Linked DNA regions of Mus musculus: region 1 is linked to region 2. The links are chromatin contacts, called in public Micro-C maps. All regions are on one chromosome and are shown on one strand. The core of a region is the stretch at or near the end of the contact, and the rest is flanking DNA. Distances in the headings are between cores, read along the strand shown. Region 1 holds the start of 9530059O14Rik (RIKEN cDNA 9530059O14 gene). Region 2 holds the start of Eomes (eomesodermin).

Evidence for each region. Hi-C and Micro-C count contacts between places; a contact is called where the count stands out from the background.
Region 1: a contact with region 2 is called in a Micro-C map of embryonic stem cells, with 11 times the contacts expected there. The contact joins the promoter of 9530059O14Rik here to the promoter of Eomes in region 2. A contact is called at or near these places in 1 of 39 promoter capture datasets (embryonic stem cells) and 2 of 484 Hi-C or Micro-C datasets (both in embryonic stem cells).

Annotation. Positions count from the first base shown.
Region 1 is chr9:122,571,045-122,574,439 of GRCm38.p6, reverse strand. It overlaps 9530059O14Rik (RIKEN cDNA 9530059O14 gene), which reads right to left and starts at 1,939. Exons shown (of 2, transcript NR_015610.2): 1 at 1,676-1,939.
Region 2 is chr9:118,476,896-118,480,272 of GRCm38.p6, reverse strand. Eomes (eomesodermin) reads right to left here and starts at 2,084. Exons shown (of 6, transcript NM_010136.3): 1 at 727-2,084. The coding sequence starts at 1,613. It overlaps Gm33408 (a long non-coding RNA gene), which reads left to right and starts at 1,625. Exons shown (of 5, transcript XR_871338.1): 1 at 1,625-1,713.

The DNA of each region.
Region 1 (3,395 bases), core at 690-3,189, 4.1 Mb before region 2:
AAGAAGGGTGGGGCTCCCTGGTCTTGCAGTGTAATGGCAAAGAGATTCTCTGCTGTTCAGAAAACTGAATTGTTCACATTCTGGTTTTCCAATATTCTCCACAAATACCTTGAACATAATGGGGTGGTTAAGACTGTCACTGTTTCTAATGTTACAAGGGAGATGAAAACCTTTGTGTCAGGCCAAATGAGATGTGTGCACCAGTGCAGATGGTGGTTATCAAAATGAAGGGGGTGAATCTAAAAGCCCAAGGAAAATCTCCTAGGGAGGAGACTGATAAGAATGAATATATATATATATATATTATATATATTTATAATATATATATATATATATATATATATATATATATATATATATAATGTGGTTAAGGTCTAGAAGTGAAATCTAACTGTGCTAAGCTCTGCTGGCAGCCTTATGAGTCAGCACACCTCTCAACCCTTCAGCAAGTGCAGCTAGAGTAAATGGGTAAGAGCTGTCTTTGGACACACCCATTCTCTCTCTCTCTCTCTCTCTCTCTCTCTCTCTCTCTCTCTCACACACACACACACACACACACACACACACACACACACCTTTATGCTGCTGGGTGTCTGAATTCAGAGCTTGTATCCCAAACTGCACCCTTCCACCTCCACTGAGAAGACTCAGCTCCAGTGCAGAAGGGCTAGCCTTCAGCTCTCTCCCCAGCGTAATTGGATCAGGGCTTATTTCTTCCTCTAGGGGCAACTCCTACTTCATTTTCTCTCCAGTCTGCATGTTATCAGCTTGACATCCCCTTCAGTGGCACATGACAAATTAAATTGGCCATCACTGTACTCATCAAAGGAGGTTGTCTTCTGTTCCCCAGAAGTCCTGTGTTCTCTCTCTCTCTCTCTCTCTCTCTCTCTCTCTCTCACACACACACACACCTTGGTTTTTATTTATTTCTATTTTTTTCCCTAGGGTTTTGTTTGAAAGGTTATAAGGAACATATGGACCATAAAGCCAAAAGTATAGTCGCAAAATATGACTCAAATACCTACATCTCTACTGCCTTGCATTTAAAACAAAAACTTTACAAAAACGCGAATTAAGTTATTTTCTCCATCTTCCCTCGTAATTCAACACTTTAACGCATATTTTCTGCCAAAAAGTCATAAAGTAAAAATGGTGTATCCTAGGCGCTTCCAAGTCTCACACATCCTTGGCAGAATAACCTGCAGCACAGGGGTAGATCAGAAACGGAGGGGGTTAGCTGGTTAGCAACATCTACAGCCACTGTTTCTTCTCTCCTTGGCATTTCAAGTGGCTTTTGGGGACAGAGTGACGGGACCAACGCAGAGGCTTCGCCCTAGCCCTACCCAGGGCTGATTCTCAAAAGGGCCCCCGCCCCCCACATTCAAACACGCCGGGTGTACCCAGCCTGCGCCAGCTAGCTAGAGCTCCCGGCTCCTATCTGAGTGTCTTTTCAACCTTTGTCAAGTATCTCAAGACAAGAATTCCTCAAATCAAAGCGCTTTCCCAAACCAGGGACTGGGGAAACTCGAAAAAGAGGCCCAGAAGGCGAGTGACTTCGGACTTGTTCTGCAAGCTTGACTTAGTCATTACACCAAACCTCCTGTGCCCTAGAGGATCCCGGGGTTCCCACACAGTAGGAGGGCATCCCATGCCTGCGCTCCCGCTGGGCACTCACCTACTGCTAGAAAAGAAGTCACAATCTGTGGTCCAGACTTCCGCCGCAGAGAAGCCCAGCACGCCCACCCAGAGGGCTAGCGCGCCTCCGCGGGTGGTCGGATCACAGGGTGCCGAGGGTACCCACTGAGGTGGCCGGACATCTGGGTGTCTGAGCGCGCCCTCCGAGGTAGTCTGATCGCTCGCGCCCGGTAGGGCGGTGGGAACCCGGGCAGCTGCTGCGAGGAGCGCTCCCGGGCGGGTCCGCGCCGAGCTCGAGCGAGCGGGCGAGCGGGGCGGGAGGGGCCATTTGTAACCGAGCAGACGCTACCACCGCCCCTTACTCGCGGGGGGCGGGGGCGGGCGGTCAGGTGATGGCGGCCCACCCCGCGCCGCGGAGCCCGGTGGTTCCTGCCCGGGAGGAGCCCCCTGGCGCGCTCTGATTGGAACTCCCGCTGCAGTAGGAGGGGGAGGGGGACACGTGACCGCCCGACTGGGCAGCCGGCGCGCCCCACCCGCTATGGGCACCCCATCTTTCCTCCCGGAAAAGCCGGGGAACACAGGGAAGGCGGGGGAGCACGCAAGGTGCAACCAGCTCCTTTAGCTGCAGTGCCGGGTGATCACCGCAGCTGAACCTGGGAAGGCATTCACACTACCAACCGGCCTTCACAGTCCTCCGCCCTGCCCTTGGCAGTAGAACCCTCCCTCCTCTGCTGCAGCCCCCCCCCCCCCCACACACACACACTGACACTCTGAATAGACCCCACCGGCACTTCATAGTCAAGCGTGACCCCTCCCCTCTCTGTCTCTTTCTGCGCACCGGCGAGAGTGAGTACCCGAGAACAGCTTAAGGCGATGCGATGCATTGCAGACACCGCCCAGTTCCAAGGCTAGAAAACCCCGCAACCCACGACTAGACCACGCCCGGGAATGCCTGATAACTCCAAGGTCTACAAGGTTCTGAACTCGAACAGGCTCCCTCAGGAGAAGGGAACCGCAGTAGAAGGCCCACCCTCCCCAGAGAGGGCAGTGGTCTTCTGAGTGCAAGTCCAGTCCTCAGCCCAGGGGAGCAAAGATCCAATAAAGGTCAAATTAAAACATAAGGTAGTGACGCCGCCAGGGACGTGCCTCATGGTTGTGGGAAGCCGGCAATTAACCACCCACGACCGGGCGTTGCTTTTCTCTCGAATGTGAACGCCCTCGGAGTTGCGCTGTTCCATGCTCGCTCCAGTTCTCTGCAGAGAACGGATTCTGCAGCCTTGCACTCTGCTTCCCCATGACCCCCTCCCTTGGTTGCACCATCCTAGATGGCAGGAATTCAGAGAAAATGCGGTGTCACGTCCGCTGCGACGCCCGTGGACGCGTCTGCGACAACCCCAGCAGCACATGGGGACCGTGAATCTGCTCGCCACTTGGGCCATACTGTGGGCATTCTTATGAGATTATTAGAAGCAAACTGTCTCTCTCTACACTGGCTTCTTTCTAACTTCTGTCCAAGAGAGTTTTGTACTGTATTTGGACGTGGATGCGGTTTTTGGCCAAGGCAGAAACCGCATAGTCCAAAGCACAGATGGGGGAAGAAGGTGGGACTTAATGGTCCCATTGCACTCCAACTTCCCTCTCAACCTCTACCCGCGAAGCAACGCCTCCCTTAACCCAGAGGGTCTTTCCCCAACCCCTTCATGACACTTGTGTGCTTCCCTGGGCACAGGACAAATGTCCAGCAGGTTTGCTTAGTAGGA
Region 2 (3,377 bases), core at 835-3,334:
TTTTCTGAGACATCCATCTATTTTCAGGTATCTACTAGGTTTCTTTCTGAAATGTCTAAAATTATTTTTAAAGACATAGGTGACTGAGAACATTAGGCCGGAGCGCGCCTTCTTGCACTCTCTCTCTCTCTCTCTCTCTCTCTCTCTCTCAACGAGCCCTCTTTGGGTCCCTGTCTCCCAATATCCACTCCTCACTTCCTCAAGAAGTAGCTGATGACAATTTGAAGGTGTGCCTGAACTTTCTGGTCCCTTCCCCGCAAGCAGAGCCCCCTCCCCCAAACATCTGGCTCCAAAAACTGTCTACCTAGTCACCAGCTCAAACCGACTTCTTTCTGCTCTTCTTACAGAAGAGCCCCACCAAACCAAGGAGCTTTAAAAAGCTTCTTTTCAAACACTTGTGCGCAGGCCGCAGCCAGCTCCAGCTAGCCCTCTTTCGCTATGCAGCCCACAAATCGCCTGCTGCAAACCCAGGAGCCAGCGGGTCACGTAGATCTGCCCTCAAGGGTTCATTCCCAAATTTCCATCTCCGCCTCCTCCTCCTCCCAGTCAATCCCGGTGAAGGTGACTAGAGAGGAGAGTAACGTGGGCTCGGAGCCCAAGCTACAGGTGTGCCTTAGGAAGTAAGGGACACGACTTTGGAGATATGATGTACCACTTAAACACCCTAAGCAGAGCCCGCAGTGTGCGGACAACCAGGCGCCTGGGGTCCCTCCACCCTGCACTCACCTGCCCTGTTTGGTGATGATCATCTCAGTTTGGTGCCGGTGGAATTTGAGCCATAGGGGCCGGTTGCACAGGTAGACGTGGGCGCGGAAGCCGGAGCCAGGCACCCCTAGGCCCCCCAATCCTCCACAAGACCCGGCCGCTGAGGTTCCGGCGTATGGCCCGTAGAGCGGAGAACCCTGGCCGTAGGGATAGGCGCCAGGACCGCCGGCACCACCGCCGCTGCTACCAGCGCCGCTCCCCGAACCCGCAGCGGGGCCGAACTGCGCCCTCGCGGGCGGGCACACGGCGGCGGGGAATCCACCGGGGGGCAGCATGGAGCCGTAGGGGTAGCGCGCGCCATTGGACGCGGGGTACACGGGTCCGTGGGCTGCTCCGGCCGCCGCCGGGTACTGGAAGAGCGAGCAGGGCGCGGCGAGCTCGGAGCCCTGCGGTCCCGGCGACGGGAGGTAGTAGCGCTCGGAGCTCAGGCTGTCCATGGAGTAGCGCGCGGTGGCCGCGGCGGTGGCGGCGGAGGGCAGCTCCTCCTCCGCGCACGGGGAGCCCTTGCGGCCGTCCGGGGGCCCGGGCTTGGCCACCGCCGAGGTGCTCCCGAAGGTGTCCCCAGCGTCCGCGTCACTGAGCATGGCCGCGGGGGCCCCCGCGCCGGCGCCTGCGGGTTCTGCGCTCCCCGCCTGGCACGGGAGACTGCCCGGAAACTTCTTGGACGCTTTGTCTAAGTCCAGCCTCTGGGGCGAGGGGGCAGCACCGGGGAGGAGGCTGACGCTCCCTCCGCCTCCCCCTCCTCCTCCGCCTCCTCCTCCTCCTCCTCCGCGAGCACTCTCCAGCGAGTAGAAGTGCGCGCCGGGCAGGTTCACCGAGCTCACCAGGAGCTGCTCTCCCAACTGCATGCTTTAGCGAATCGCAGACGGCAACCGGCTGCCTCCTCGCCTCCCGCGGCCTGGTTATAAAGGCCAGTTGGGGGAGCCAGCGCCCTCTTCCGAGGGGAAGGTAATGTCCCCTTCCTCCCTCGCCTAGGCTACCCACCTGCGGACCTGCGGGGCGGCTTCAGCGCGCGCCCAATTTAGCGTCCTTCCCTCAAGGGAACAAACTCGGGATTGTAGGTGCCCCTTTCCTTCCGCAAGAAAACAAACCCCGGGTTGTAGGTGTCTCTCTCCTTCCTTCCTTCCTTCCTTCCTTCCTTCCTTCCTTCCTTCCTTCCTTCCTTCCTTCTTTTCTTCCTTCCCTCCTTGTCTAACCTCTCAGGACCCCTACACTCACACTAAGGAAGAAGAGGACTTAGCTCTGAGTTCCCATTTAGCAACCAGCCATTTCCTCTCGGCTGGCTCTGCTAAACTCTAGGCATACTTGACCGCTTGGAAACTTGTGAGCGGTGGTTGGCTGCTTATATATGTGCGGCCAGGGAGGGGCTTCGCAGCCCCATGGCTAGGGGACTTTGCTATTGGCTGTTAGAGGTGACACTAATTCAATTAAGTATTTATTAATTGGATCGGGTCGCCTGCGAGTTTCATTTTCTCTTAGCTTATTTGGCTGTTATTGCTGGTTTGGTGTTTCTTTAAGCGTCTTTGGGAGAACTATATCCCACTGAGAATCAATCCTGGTGTACCCGGTGGCTCTATGGCGCCGGAGAAACGGGTTTGAAGTCTGCGAACATGGTCTACCCACGGCATAGGAATCATTCCTGAGTTCGGGTCTAGTTTGGCAGGTCCCAGAGGCCCGTGAAGGCGTCTTTACAAGCTCCCTGCTCGCAGGAAGGCTCAGGTCCCCGGGGGTGCAAATCTAGGGGAGGGCTGGAGAGCGACCCGAAGTCTCTGCGCACACCCTCCTTCTGACTTCCTGGCCTTCAGCACACAGGAACCGCTTTTTGTCCTGTCCCATCTTTTAGCGTAAAGACTTGGTGGAGAGAAACCTCGCGTTCAGTTTTTGGGATTCCAGAGATGGCAAAAGGATTCCGCGTCTGAATCAGAGACTCCAGCTTCTAGCTTCTGAAGTGGGCTTCTGAAGACCCAACATGAGCCTGACCGGACGAACCAAACACTCAGTATTACAACCGCGCTAAAACACCGGCTTCCCCGAGGCCGTCACTTTCATTACTCAGAATTCCCTCTGCTCGGTTTTTTCTAAACACTGGATGTTTCCTACCTCCCCCAGCCCCCGCTTTCGCCAACATCTTTGGTGGGGACTGACACTAAGACACAAAGGTTCCCTAGCAGCTGTGCAGTTAAGATTCCCTGCGCCTCTCTGCGGCACAATACAGAAGGCAGAATAATTAGTGAAATAATCAGTTTGATATTGAATTAAGCTCCTTTGCTCCAGCTGCCTGTTTTTCCCCCCTGCGTTTCCGCAAACAGTCAAGGACGGGGCCGTCATATTTTATTGTTTTATTATTACAGAAGGGGGAACACGTTTCGTTGACGATGAGAAGCCTGTACATTCTCCTCTAATAAGCAATTACGGACGCCTGCAGTAGTCGCTCCAGGAGCGCATTTTCCGGTCGAGATGTAGGGACTCTGCTTCCCCCAACCCAATGCGATCACACGGGAAACTTTTGCCGAGAACAGATGAGGTGGCCGCGGGATCTGCTAAGCGCTCAGACGCCAGCAGCAGATCCGCGCGAAGCTTTCCAACCTGGGTCCAAACCCCGCGAATCACGA